Regions from separate parts of the Mus musculus genome. Here region 1 is linked to region 2. Evidence: chromatin contacts called from public HiChIP or PLAC-seq data. All regions are on one chromosome and are shown on one strand. The core of a region is the stretch at or near the end of the contact, and the rest is flanking DNA. Distances in the headings are between cores, read along the strand shown. Region 1 holds the start of Parp10 (poly (ADP-ribose) polymerase family, member 10). Region 2 has its middle 25 kb from the start of Gm35087.

Region 1 (7,563 bases), core at 3,273-5,772, 85 kb before region 2:
CATAGGGAGGCATAGGGGCTTGGGGCCCCACAATGTTTTGGGGAGGATAACTGTCCCCAGACACCAAGAAACTCTTTTCATGGGACATGGCCTCGGGTTCTGTGGCTGCCCCTAGAGGAGAAAGAGAGAACAGTTAGCTCTGAGAGACTGAAACCAGTGACAGCCATACCTGCTGCGGACCAAGGAAGAAAACAACAACAACAACAAAAACAACTGGCCATGACCTTTGTACAGGGCTGTAGGGAGTCACAGAACAAGGAGGCGTTGGGTGGGGCACGGGAGACCGATGTGGACCCCTTGGAAGGGGCTCCTCTAGCTCGACCTGGGGTGGGGGATGGGAGGAAGAGTGATGGCTGTCAGCCTCAGCTTGGAGCTTGGGAGATGCCTTCTCACCGCTGCGGGTCTTTCGGGTCAGAGCTCAGCAACGAAGAGTCTAGAGGCACAGCGCAGTGGCTAAAGAGGTGTGGGGGTGTGCCCTGGCTCTCCCCGTCCTATCCCTCCTATTAAGCAGCTTGAAGGGGCCAGCGCTAGCGGCTATTTCTATCCGAGGAAATCCCCAGGCCATCTGTGACCAGCGGGAACCCTGACCCTCCTCTTAAGCACAGGGCTGAATGTCCCTAGCTCCGGGTACTGAATGCAGGCCTGTATTGGCTGCTAAGGTGTCTGCTAGTAGGGTACGCCAGGAACAGAGGGGTGCGGGGGTGTGTGGGGGATGGAAGCGACCAGAGGGCGTTCAAGGGAACAAAGCAGGGATGGGGACGACGGAGGAGGGGGCGGTGGCCACAGAATGCGCCCCGAGGGTGGATTGGTCGTCTTGTCGGGTTGGGGGTCGCTGGGCTTCGGGTCTGGGCCGCTACAGAGCGCCGCCCTCTCCCTCTTGCTCAGGGCCGCCAGAGCTCCCCACCCCCAATGATGCCACCAGTCTGGGTGAGCGGGCCGCGAGTCCTGACCGAACCAACTGACCCGAGGCGGTCGCGCTCAGTAACACAGGGAAGGGACGGCCGACTGACAGGGGGGCTACGGCGGCGGTACACTCTTGGGATTGGTCGGGGGGGACTCACCGCTCCCGGGAGCCAGAGACCGGTGCTTACGGTGCCCGCTGCGCAGCCGCGCGCGGTGATGGCCGGTGCGTCCGCACCTGCACCCGCTGGGCGGCCGGATTGCTTGGGCCTGCGCCTGCCGCTGGGGAGACGCAGAAGAGCCTTGTGACTGGGCGGGCCTTATGATGGGGCGGGGCCTTGTGATGGGGCGGGGCCTTGTGGTGGGGTGGGGTCTTGGGCGGGGCGGGGCGGGGCGGGGCCTTGATGTAAGGCGAATGTTGTCACCTGTCCCGGAGCTTCTGAGCCTACAGAAACTGCTTGGTCCAGCTTGCCTAGGCAGTCTGCTATTGTCTGTAGGCGTCCTAAGTCAGAGTCCTGAAGCCCTGCGCTTTCTGATCAGAGATGGTTGGGTTCTGGCGTGGGTGCTAACGACTTCGGGAGGCAAGACTCTCTTTAGCTTATGTAGCTCTCTATTGATGAATTCAATATCGATTCCTAAATCCAGGATTTACTGAAGCCTCCAAGGACTCTTGGAGAGTCCTTCTTGGCCTTTCATTTTGAGACAAGGTCTCAGTCAGTAACCACAGCTGGCTTGGAACTCACTATGCAACACAGGCTTACCTCAGACATGGGGCAGTCCTCCTGCCTTAGCTTTCCAACTACACTTACAACACGAACCACGACACCCAGACACTTGCTTGCTTTAAGACACAGCATTCACAGCTGGGTGGTAGTGGCACATGCCTTGAGGCAGAGGCGGGTGGATCTCTTGAGTTTGAGGCCAGCCTGATCTACAGAGCGAGTTCCAGGACAGCCAAGCCAGCACTGCATAGTGAGACCCTGTCCTGACAAACAACAACAAAAGCCACAACATTCATTTTATCCACACCTAGTCCAGATCAAGAGACTTAATCGTTTAATTGTCCCATTCTCTCCATACTCTTGTCACTTAACCTCAGATCCTCAAAATAATCTTGTCAGGACATAGAGGGTGAGGCCAACTCCCTGCTTCACTTCTGGGGGGTGGGGCGGGGAGAAGGGAAGGGGAGTGCTTCTTGAGGAAATTTTCCCTTGGGTGGTCTCCTGGTCCTCAGTGTCTTGAGGACATCCGGTTCTCTCCTGGTTCTTGGTGTATGGCCACTCTGAGACCGTATAGTAAGCTTGGGAAAGGGTCCTCTCCTGTATCCATATAGTGCTGCTTAACAGCTGGACCTAGTGTAGATGTGTCCTTGGCCCATAGCTTCTGCACATGTTCCTGGGCTAAACGTGCCCGCCATGCTTACCAACAAAGTCTAGATGTGTTCTGTTGCTGTAAAGAACACCCTGATTTTTAAAAAGCAGCACCGGGGAAGAAGGTTGCATGTGGCTCACGATTCCAGGTCACAGTTCTGGAATTTCTGTCAGGTCAAGGCAAGGACTCGAGGTGCTAGACATTTCACATATACAGCCAAGAACAGGAAACCATGCTGCTTGCTTGCCTGCTCTGGGTTAGCTTTCATGTACAGTCCAGAGACATGGTGCTACACACATTCAGGGTGGATAGCCCACCCTCAGTTAACCAGAAAATCCCTCCTAGACATGCCCACCGACCAAGATGTTTTAGACAATTCCACTCTCAGGCTGTCTTTCCAGATGATCCTAGGTATCAAGTTGATGTTAAAACTAACTAGCAGAGAAGACAGTAAGGGTTTTACATCCAGTTCACAGAAATTCCTGAGGATTTAACAATGGCAGTGACATGAACTGTTCTCTTGCATCTGCGCCTGTGGCAAGCCCTCTAAGTAAAGTACAGTGTGATAGAGGGTGGTTAAGTCCTGTAAGAAGAAAGCATAGAATAGATGAGACAGGCTTTTGTAGAAGCAGACTCTCATATAATTAGTGGGCCCTTTAATAAAAGTAAAACAAGCACAAAGTTGACTATAGGGCCTCAGAAGGAGCTTGGACAACTCAGAGGTCGTTTAAGGTTTTAGCTCCATGTTAAAGATCTCACTAAGGGCTGGGTGAGGGAAATTACGGAGAAGGGATAGCCCCATGTGGCTCTGTGGGGAAGGCTAGGTCATTTGAAGTTAGAGATGGTCCAGGGATACTGGTTTAGGCAAGAGCTGAGACCTGGGAGGTTGGAGCCAAATAAACACCCAGGTGTGTTGTATGAAAAGGGATTAGAGGGATAGGAACTGGGGACAATTAGACTTTAGCTTTCACTGTCATTGGCTCCTGGGATTTGTAGCAGCCGCTGGTCCCCTGTCACCTCTGTGGAGGAGCCACAGTGGGGGTGGCAGAGAAGGAAAAAGGGTAGCATGGTCCTTCAAGAAGTCTTGGAGGCTCTCGATTGTGGGGGAGGTCATGGAGATTCAAGGACTACAGGGTTAGACATATAGACTGGGCAAAACCCCATGATCCTTTGGAAGAACAGCAGAGGTCGAGCTGGCCTGACTGGAAGGTGTGGGTAGAGAGCAGCAGCTCTGGAGATGAAAGAAACAAGCAAGCTATGGGGGCGGACAGGAAAGTGACTTCTCAAGGCACAGCCTCCAATCTGGGCATGCTTGTCCACACCTATATCTCCACCATTCAGGACTGAGAATGACAGAAGAATCCTTTCTAGTTCAAAACCAGTCCGGCCTGCACACTGAGTTTCAGGCAGTCTGGGCTACCGAGTGATACCCGGTATCAATAATAATAATAATAATAATAATAATAATAATAATAATGGCAAAGCTTAGGTGTGAGGCGAGGCCCTCTGGGTCCTGTCTGTGATTCCGGCTCCCCTTCTGTGGAAGGATGAACAGCAGAAAGGCATGTCAGCACAGTGGCTACATCGCGGGCAATGGTGATGAGCAAGGAGCATAGAAAGAAGGACTAGGCAGATGTGGGCTGAAGGGAATCACAAGGGAAAAGCTGTGTTATGATCTGAGCATTAGGCTTTTAAACAGTCACCTTTGTTTGTTTATGCGTGCACCCGCCATGCTGTGGCACACACATGGAAGACAGACAACTTGCAGGAATCAGTTCTCTATCATATGAGACCCAGGGACCAGAAAATTCGTCTCTGGGTTTGAGATTTTGGGGGGCGAAGGGTGGAACTGCTCACCCTTAGCATTTAGAAGCAAGGCTGATTATCCTCTGGGTTTGACGGTTTCTAAGAGCCGGACCCAGCCAGGGGCCAGCCTCTAAGATCAGCGCTGCTCATGTCTGGGACCCAGGGCACAGAAGCCTAGAGATTCTTGGGGTGGGGGGTTGACAGTGTGACTGTATCTCAAGCATCCCATAGGAAGGGTGATTAGCCACAAAGAGAAGCCAAAGAAGAAGAGAAAGTCTAGGAGACATCTGGTCTACCCCACTAGCTAAGAGGCTAGTGGGTGGTTCGGCAGAAAGGTCCTTAGAAGTTCCTTGTGGACTGAGGATTAAGGCTAGAGCAGGAGAGGAAGTTCCTGAACTACTTACAGCCTCTGGCTTAGCTCCTCCCTCTTTCCTGTCCCCAGTCAGTTTCACTTTTGTTTTCCTACCTTAGGCCTTCTGCCTGGGAAGGACAGCAGGCATAACTGACTGGCCTGAGACACTGGCCTGAGACAGCAGGGGTGAGTGTAAATATGGGGTGCTGGGGAGCAGCTGAGAGCGTGGGAGAGAGGACTGGACAGGGGAAGTGAGTGGTCCTCTTCTCCTCCCATGTGTTGCCGCCCAGGACTCTGATGGCAGAGGTGGAGGCAGGGGCAGCCTTGGAGCTCCGGGGACTGCCCCCAGAAATACCAGATGAGCTCATTACTCTGTACTTTGAAAACCACCGTCGCTCGGGTGGAGGACTTCTATTGAGCTGGCAGAGACTTGGCTGTGGGGGTGTCCTCATCTTTCAAGATCCTGCAGGTGAGGAGGTTGAATCAAGAGGTTGCCTGGGTGCCCTGAAGCGTTGCCATCTCTGACACTTTCATCTCTGCTCACAGATGCAAAGAGGGTCTTAGCCCAGGCAGAGCACCGACTACATGGTGTCCGACTGAGCCTGAGGCCAGCCCCACCGCGTGCCCCAGAACGTGTGCTTCTCCAACACCTGCCACCTGGCACTTCACCTCTGAGTCTGGAGCAACATGTTCAGGCCTTGCTGGGTGCTGCAGGACACCCCGTGCAGACTTGCCATGCCCTGGCCAGTCCTCGGCAGGACTGTGCCCTGGTCCAGTTATCCACGCCCCTTTCTGAGGCAGGTAAGAGGCACGTGAGAGGCAGGGCTGGTGGGGGGGGCGGCATAGCTTCTAGTTAAGGAGGGTGCCCGAGTTGATTCATATACTGCCCACAGAGGTCAGTGCCCTGGCAGAACAGGCCCGGAATCTGCCCCTGAATGGAGCCACTGTGTCCTTGGCCTGGGTGCCCCAGACCCGAGCAGTACGTGTGGTGGACAGTGCTTCTCCTGTGGACCTGTTATTGTTGGAGCTCTACCTGGAAAATGAGCGTCGCAGTGGTGGCGGACCCCTGGAGGGTCTGCGCAGCCTGCCTGGGCAGCTAGGCACTGTTATTTCCTTTCAGCAATGGCAGGGTAAGTGGTGTCTGAAATTAGGAGGACCCTTCCTCTACGCTAGAGACTCAGTGTGCTTTCTGTCTTCTCTCTCCCTCCAGTGGCTGAACGGGTGCTGAAGCAGAAACACTGGCTACAGGGCATTGAGTTGAGCCTTGTCCCTCACTATGATGTCTTAGAGCCAGAAGCGCTCGCTGAGGGCGTCAGTGGCAGGGACCATTCAGCTACTCAAGAATCTGGAGTCATTGGTCATGCGCCTACAGGAACTGGAGGACTGGCCGGGGCTCTGACCATGGCTGTGGGCTCTGGGGAGGCACCACAACAATTAGGAACCCTTCTAAGGGCAGGTCCTGTAGGAGCTCCAGGACAAGCCCTGCCAGTTGACTCGGGATCAATTAGGATCCAGGGGAGTATGGGGTCTACAAGCCCAGTCGATCCAGTAGAGAGCTCTACAGAGCTCCCAGAGCAAGTAGGACCCATGGCCTCAGACTCAGTGGGTGTTCAGGAGCAGGAGGGCCTGGGGGAAGTTGCCACAGGGCAAGAGGGGCTAATGGGTCTAGTGGGGACAGCCATGGAGTCTGTAGAGACTGGGCTGGAGAGCCCTGGGTATGGGGAGATGCAGAAGCAAGAGGGCCTGGTGGAAATGGTGATGTCAGTGGAACCAGGAGCTGTGCGCTACCTGCAGCTTTATTATGAGGACCTCCTCGCCAGCCTAGAAGATGTTGCCCTTTTCCCACTTGAAGGAACGGATGTGACTGGCTTTCGGGTGAGTGACCCCCCCTCAGGATCCCCTCAACTTTGCCTCTTCTCTTACTGGGACCCAGGTACCTTTCCTGTGCTCTGAACCCATAAGCTGCCCTCCTTCTGGTCCCGCAGCTGTGTGGAGCCAGGGCCCCCTGCCAGGCAGCCCAAGAGTTGCTTCAGAGTCTGCTGGGCAGCATTAGCTGTCACACGCTGAACATGAAGCACCCGGGCAGTGCCAGGTTCCTGCTGGGTGTGGAGGGGCAGCACCTTCTTCACAGACTGGAGGCTCAGTTCCAGTGTGTCTTCGGGACAGAACATCTGGCCAGCGCCACCCTGGACATAGACCCTGAAAGGGTAAGATGGAGTTCTACCTTTGTCCTTTTTTTTTTTTTCACGTGCCAGACCTAGATGTCTCCTCCTCTGCTGTGACCCTGACATCCTCTTCCCACAGACAGATCCCACTGAGGCCCTCCAAGTCCTCCATGGCCACATTACAGGCATCGATCAGGAGAGCTTGAGACTGGGTAGGACTCCTAGGGAGCCCGAGTACGTCCTGCGGTCTTTTCTTAACAATCCCCTCCCTGCCCTGCCCTGCCCTATCACTTGTTCAGTGACGCCCTTTTGGCCTACCTTGTACCCACGGATATGATCTCCATCTTTTTATATCTATTCCAATTCACCCTATTGTTTATCATCAGCTTCCTGGCTGGGCCCAGCCTTTGACCCAGTGGCCTCCCTTTGTCTTTAGAGGACGTCCGAGAGCTACTGGCTACCCTGGAGAGCCCACATGGAGGGGAGGACAGGGTGCCTCTGGAGATGGAGAAGGAGAAACCTGGAGGACCAGGAGAGACTGTTGTAGAGCAGCAGGAGGAAATCCCCACACTTGAGGCTGAGGAGGAGCCTGTGGCCCTTAGCACCGGGGCACGTGGGCAGTTAGAAGAAGAAGCCACACTTCAACTGGCTATCCACCGGTCCTTGGAGTCTCAAAGCCAGGTGGCAGATCAGCAGGAGGCTAATGCACTAAGGCGAGCCATGGCCCTTTCCCTGTTAGAAGCAGAAGAGGCCCTGGATGAGGACACTGGGGGCGAGGCCCAGCTGGTGGTGCACACATCCTTTGAGCAGGATGTGGATGAATTGAACCAGGCCTTATCCAATGCCTTGGAGGCACACCTTCGGGAGGAGACAGTGAGTCTCCAAGGGCGCATGCTACCCCCGGAGCTGGGGGCTCGTCTGGAAAGGTGTCATGATGTGAGTGCTACCCTCCGTGGCGACCGAGTTGTC
Region 2 (6,776 bases), core at 1,671-4,170:
GGCATCGGATTCCCTGGGACAGAGTTACAGAGTTACAGAGAGCCACCACATAGATGCTAGGAAGTGAAGCCAGTGCTCTTAACCACTAAAGCATCTTGCCAGCCCCTAAAAATAAGTTTTAAGGACAGCAGGTTGAAAAAAAATCACCTTTTGTCCTATTTGGAAACAATTATTTTTCAAATTTCTACTGGGCAGAGAAATTACTAAATAAGAATATTTAATCAAGGGCCAGTGAGATGACTCAGCAGGTGGAGGTGCTTGCTGCTAAGACTGACAGCCTGAGTTCAATGCCCATGTGGCAGAAGGAGAGAACAGACTCTCACACATAGTTCTCTGATGTGCATGATGTGGGTATGGCCTGTGTACATACATCCACGGGCATACACAAAAATCAATGTTGAGGAAAGATTGGCTTTTTGAGACAGGGTTTCTCTGTGTGTTGCCCTCTCTGTCCTGGAACTCACTCTGTAGACCAAGCTGGCCTCAGATTCACAGAGATCAGCCTGCCTCTGCCTCCCAAGTGCTGAGATTAAAGGCGTGCACTACCATTGCCCAGCTTGAAAAAGAATATTTAATTGACCCAGACCTAGTGGCACAGGCCGATAATTCCAGTTACTTGAGAGTTCCAGGCAAGAAGATCTCAAAGTCAAGTCCTGCCTGGACTATTTAGCAAGACCCTGTCTCAGAAAATGAAAGAAAGATAAGGAAGAACTTACCTGATATGTTCAAGGCCCTGGGTTCAACCTGGAGGTTAAGCTTAGTGAAATTAAATGTATTTGAATTGTCTTTATTGCTTGAACTTTGCTGTGTGTGTGACACAAGTAAATATGAATTAGCTGAATTTGGTCACTAATAGCTTGGCGTTAAGATATTAGAGTTTTGTTGTCTTTTAAGAAAGTTCAGCTGGGTGATGGTGGTGCTTACGTTTAGTTCTAGCACTCAGGAGGCAGGCAGATCTCTGAGTTCAAGGCCAGTCTGGTCATCACAGCTTGTTCCAGGACAGTCAGGGCTACACAAAGAAACTGTCTAGAAAAAAAAAGACGAAACCAAAATCAAAACAACACAACAACAACAAAAAATCAAAACGGATGAGGAGGAGGGGGAGGAGGAAGAAAAGGTGAAGAGGAAGAGGAAGAAGAAAAACGTTCATGGGGATCAGGCGTTGCCAATGCCTTTAATCCCAGCACCTGGTTAGGTGGATCTCTTTGAGTTTTCAGGCCAGCTAATTCTACATAGTGAGATCCAGGACAGCCAGGGCTACATAGTGAGACCCTTTCTTGAAACCCCACCCCCTAAAAAAAAAAGAAAGAAAGAAAAAGAAAAAAGGAAAGAAAGAATACACGAGGCTGGAGATATGGCTCAGTTGGGAGAGGTCTTGCATTCAGGAAGCCCTGGGTTGATCCCAATTAAGGTACCAGCCAGGTGTGGTAGAAGACATCTGTAGTCCTAACACTTGGGCAGTGGAAGCAGAAAAGAAAAGAAAAGAAAAGAAAAGAAAAGAAAAGAAAAGAAAAGAAAAGAAAAGAAAAGAAAAGAAAAGAAAAGAAAAGGAAAGAAAAGGAAAAGAAAGGAAAAGAAGAGAAAGAAGGAAGTTGTTATCTTCAGCTACATAGGGAGTTTGAGACCAGCCTTGGACACATGAGACTTTGCTTGGTAACAATAGCGATAGCACAGCAGCAACAACAAAAGGTAGTGTGATCATGTATATTAAATTGTATATTAAATATACCTTATTTTAATGGGACAGGACATTTTATACATATTTGTATATACTTAGATATCATGATCCCTGAGTTGCTTAGATTACTTCTTTTTTGTTGTTGTTGTTGTTGTTTTTGGTTTTTTGGTTTTTTTGGTTTTTCTGAGACAGGGTTTCTCTGTGTAGCCCTGGCTGTCCTGGAACTCACTTTGTAGACCAGGCTGGCCTCGAACTCAGAAATTCGCCTGCCTCTGCCTCCCGAGTGCTGGGATTAAAGGCGTGCACCACCACACCCGGCTTCAATATTTTGAGAATCCAATGCTAAAAATTGTAGCAAATTAAAGGTTGACTTTCTAATATTTTATTCATTATTATTGTTGTTATTATTAATTATTATTGCACTGGTGTTTTTCCCACATGTGTGTCTGTGTAAGGGTTTTGGATCTCCAGAAATGGATCTCCAGAAACTAGAGTTACAGAGTTGTGAGCTGCCATGTAGGTGCTCGGAATTGAACCCCGGTCTTCTGGGTCCAGGGCTCAGTGATTGCTGAGCCCTCTCTCCAGTCCCAGTCCCCTGACTTTTTTTTTTTAGAATGCAGTAGGTGCGTAGGACGGGGACATTTCTGAAAATGGCATTATTCCCATGGACAGTACCAAGAAAATGTGTATTTGACCTTTGCTAACTATGACACACCATTTGATATTGTTTTGTTCGAAGTGACTTTTTTGTTAGGAGAAAAAAACTAACTGAAGAAACCCCAGAACAAAGCCATATTTGAGAACAGCCCCTGTGAGCTGGCTTTCGTACAGCCATGTCTCCTTTAGAGAAGTCTTACAGACATTCTTCAGATGTGCCCGCACTTGCCACATTCCTGGGCTGTGGGGTAAAGCTGGAATGAACTCCTAGAACCTGTGTAGCCTGGTGGCTTCCAGCAGGTGAGCTGTTCCCACAGGACTGAGCAGAGATTCTGATGAAAGACAGTAGAGCTAAAACCTTTGATCAGAACACAGGATCAGAGCTGAACACTTGAATGCTTGTATGATTTTTTTTTTTTTAAGGGGCACAAAGAGTTTCTAGCTGATTCTGGACTTTGTTGAATGCCTGTGTAAGAAATAGGAAAGTAACCTTTAAAAGAATGAAAGGACAGAGGGCTGTCAAGCCAGGAAGCAGCTAACTGAGCTCAAACAAAGGGGTATTATAAAGCCTTGGTAGGGGAGACAAGCTCCGGGGGAGGGTGGCGTCCCTGACCTGCCAACACTTGTAATTGTTACATCAGACAGATGGGAACTGCCCAGCCCTGCCAGGGTGGGGTACCTTTCTCCTTTCTCTGTTTCCAAGGGTGTTTTATCTGCTGTTTATTTTCCTGGTTCTGTAAAAGCCTCGGGTGACACATTAATATTTCAAACGCGATTGCCAAAAACCCAAAACAAAACAACTAGCCCCAACCTGGGCACATGTGGTGCCTGAAGTTCTGGGGAGCCCCTGGCTGTCTCCCTCATGATCTGACTCCAGGGCTTCTGTATTCTCTGGGCGGTTAGGGAAGGTGATATCCAGTGTTACAGAAAGATGTACTGTGCCCTGGCAAGTGCCCATGGATCAGGTCTGCTGGTGTGCCACCGAGCCCTCTGTCCCCCTCTGAGGCTAACTATGTCCCATGTCCACTGTGGATAGGAGGCAGCTTCCCATGTTTGCTGAGCACCAGCCCAGCCCAACCCTTGGAGGACTGAGCACAGGTGCCACTCCAACCCCGCTTGGCAGGCGAGTTCATGAGGGCTCGCCCTCCTCAGGCTCAGCATGGACAGCATGACCTTGATCTCTCGGTGCCTTGTGGGACCCTGGCTGGCCATCCCACAGCAATGGAAGCTTATCCACAGTCAGCTGCATTTGTAGGCTCCAGGCAGATGGCGTAAAGAACAGCACACCTCGCCGGGCGTGGTAGTGCACGCCTTTAATCCCAGCACTCGGGAGGCAGAGGCAGGCGGATTTCTGAGTTCGAGGCCAGCCTGTCTACAGAGTGAGTTCCAGGACAGCCAGGGTTACACAGAGAAACCCTGTCTCAAAAAAATGAACAGCACACCTCGATAGGAATGGGAGGTATCCGGCTATCCACTCCAGAAGGTTCTGAGGTAGAAGAACCTCTTATCTCCAGCCCCACTCTGTCTCCCTGTCTGACACAGCAGGGTGTCCTGAGGGTCCCCAACTCCTGGGATAAAAGGGACCCAACGTGACTGAGAGAACACCAAATTTAAGATGCGTCTTATTTAAGATAGAGCCTCATTGGAGTGTGAGCCAATTGCTAGATGTTTTGTTTTAAGACAGGGTCTACCTCGCTGTATAGCTCTGGTGTCCTGGAACTCACTATGTAGACTAGGCTGACTTCAAACTCATAGAGATCTGCCTGCCTCTGCATCTGGAGTGTTGGGATGAAAGGTGTGTACGACGTTCAGCCAGTGGCTCGTCTCCGTGGACATCTCCTCAAAGGACAGGGTTTCTTGTTCTTATTCACTCAGAATAAAAGCTTTATCATGTGGAAAAGCACCTGCAAGATGGGACTTGAACATTCCTCAGCCCAGCCTCTTAAATCTATGCATTACAAAGTCAATTGCTCATCTGCAGGAGCTCTTGGAAGTCAACCATCATCTGTAAACTGACATACGGGGCATGGGGGTGGGTGAATCTTTTATCTGTATTTTTTTTTCCTTCTTTCTCTCTGAGAAGGTCTTAGTACACACAAGCTAGCCTTGACCTCATCGTGTAGCCCAAGCTGGCCTTGAACTTGACCCTCCTACTTCAACTCTCTACATGCTGGGGTTACAGGCATTTGTCACTTATATAACCCTGTATAACCCTTCCCTAATGGGGCCTCTAGGTACCCAAATGCTGGGACAGGGACATTTCTGTCTATGAGAACGTAACAGATTGGGAACACCAAGCACACAGTGGACGATTCCCACGCCCCCATCAGAGCCCTGCTTGCTGAATTCACCAGCCTTGATTCTCACACATTCCAGAGCCTGTTAGGAGGAAAGTCTGAATCCTCCAAATGACAAGAGTCAGCAAGATATCCAGGAGGGTGGTGCAGTATCAAGAGAGGGCATTTGCTGTAGGACTGGATGGGGCCACCGTTTAAAGGACTATTAGCCACAGAAGGTCAGAGAAGAATAGATGGGAGTCATTAAGGACCTTAGGCTCGTCTTCCCTTCCCTGGGTTCCTCTTTCAGGTTTGGTCAAAAGATGTTGGGCCCTGGGGCCCTGGGCGACACTGGATGGCCAGGCTGCTGGCTGGGCCCCTGTCTTCACCCTCACATCTCACCAGTTGAGGCCCTGCCTGGCCCTCCTTGAGGACAGGGGTTGCAAGAGACAGATCGGGATATATGCTAAAAGCACTTCAAATTTCTCCCCTGGCCTGACCTTTCTTCTGTCTTGGAGGCCAGCTCAGAGCTGCTCCAGCAAGGACCCCTGGGCTGAGGAGCCGCAGAGCTGCAGAGTCTCAGAGTCGCGGAGTCGCAGAGCCACCTCTGAGATGCACTGTTGTGTCACTGACTTCTCCCTTAGTTGTTTCATGACTTCATGTGTGTATTTTAACAAAGCAGCCAGGCGCTGTTATGAGACGCGTCCAGCAGAGGGTAGCAAAGGCTCTTGTTCCAACAAACTCAAGGGCTCCTGGCTCATGCGTGTTGCCAACAGAAGAAAGAGGGTATTGTGTTGGATCTGAGAGGAGCCACCTCAGCTCTTGCAGGACCAAAGGCCTGGGCAGCCTGACATCATCTCAAACAACCCGTGCCCTTGACACTTGAACACACAGCTGACCAGGGTCTCTGGAGAGACGTCGCTGTCTGGGGACAGCAAACAGCCAGTGAGTGCATCCTGGAACAGACTCTCCTCACACACAAGATTCCATATCGCCAAACACCGTGACCCCAGGCAGAAAAGCTTTAGGAAACTCATTGAATAGGAGTTCTTCTAACTGATAACTTCTCTCTCTTTTTTAAGACAGGGTCTCACTATGGAGAGGAGATGGGCCTCGAACTCACCTACCTCTGCCTCTTGAGTGCTGAGATTAAAGGCTTGTGCCACCATGCCCCTCCCCACCACTACAGACACTCTCTCTTAAAATATTTTTAGATGGATTTGCGTTTCGTGTGTGTGAGTATTTTGCCTGCATGTATGTCTTGTGTATCATGTGTGTTCTGGTATTTGTGGAAGCCAGAGGAGTCCCCTAGAATTGGAGTTACAGATGGGGTGAGCCTCCATATGGATGCCAAGAATCAAGCCTAGGTCTTCTGGAACAGTAAGCCAGTGCTCTTAATCCTGGAGTATTTATTAAAAATAGATCCCGGTTACTGCATATAATATATAAAGGAAAAGAATGTGCATTTTGTTTTATTCAAGTCTCTTTGGGCATGAGGAGGAAGATTGTATGACCAACTGGTCAAAGGAGATGAACAATAGCCCTGGAAACATAGTGGGTGCCTTATAGCCTCAGCCAGTGAACCTACAGGCCTGATTTGCATGTGACCACAAGATTGAGCAGGAAGTAGGAAAACATTGGGAAGAGAAGTCAGCCTACAGTGTAGATGACACTCAAAGCAGGTTTGGTGCCATGATGTTCCAAGATCCTCTCCCACATGACCCCTTAGGGTTGCAACCCGGCCTCTAAAGGATCTGACATTTCCCTATGCCAGCAGGCTCTAACCCTGCTAATGCTGCGACCCTTTAGTGCACTTCCTAATGTTTTGGTGACCCCCCACCCATAAGGTTATCTCACTGCTACTTTATAATGGTGATTTTGCTACTGTTATGACTCCTGATGCCAACACTTGCATCTGCTGATGGTCTTAGGCAACGTCTGTGGAAGGGTTGTTCACCACCGAAGAGGTCACGGCCCCCCATGGGTTGATAGCCTGTGCCTTCTGACATCATCTTCGGAGAATATCTCAAATGAGAGAATGTGTCTAAATCCAAAAGAAAAAAAAAGGAAAGAAAGAAAGAGAGAGAGAGAGAAGGAAAGGAAAGGAAAGGAAAGGAAAGGAAAGGAAAGGAAAGGAAAGGAAAGGAAAGGAAAGGAAAGGAAAG

Evidence for each region. HiChIP or PLAC-seq counts read pairs in DNA pulled down with a chosen protein or histone mark.
Region 1: an H3K27ac HiChIP or PLAC-seq map of embryonic stem cells shows a contact between it and region 2, with 6 read pairs. The contact joins the promoter of Parp10 here to the enhancer-like site in region 2. A contact is called at or near these places in 5 of 39 promoter capture datasets (the 3T3-L1 cell line, the SN4741 cell line, liver and 2 more), 2 of 484 Hi-C or Micro-C datasets (the N1E-115 cell line and Sertoli cells), 3 of 115 datasets of contacts at active chromatin or transcription factors (embryonic stem cells and pancreatic cancer cells) and 2 of 9 other capture datasets (adipose tissue and pancreatic islet).

The regions. Positions count from the first base shown.
Region 1 is chr15:76,240,399-76,247,961 of GRCm38.p6, reverse strand. Parp10 (poly (ADP-ribose) polymerase family, member 10) reads left to right here and starts at 4,522. Exons shown (of 11, transcript NM_001163575.1): 1 at 4,522-4,615; 2 at 4,720-4,898; 3 at 4,976-5,230; 4 at 5,323-5,559; 5 at 5,640-6,304; 6 at 6,415-6,636; 7 at 6,734-6,806; 8 at 7,031-7,563. The coding sequence starts at 4,727. Grina (glutamate receptor, ionotropic, N-methyl D-aspartate-associated protein 1 (glutamate binding)) reads right to left here and starts at 1,155. Exons shown (of 7, transcript NM_023168.3): 1 at 1,062-1,155; 2 at 1-111. The coding sequence starts at 88.
Region 2 is chr15:76,154,670-76,161,445 of GRCm38.p6, reverse strand. No RefSeq gene overlaps it. Among named protein-coding and RNA genes, the nearest start is that of Gm35087, 25 kb to the right of the region's middle. Within about 2 kb of position 2,920, at least 61 of the 459 cell types and tissues checked have an H3K27ac peak or open chromatin away from gene starts, as enhancers often do. A contact at or near this core is called in the N1E-115 cell line, Sertoli cells, embryonic stem cells and 1 more, where this site is marked.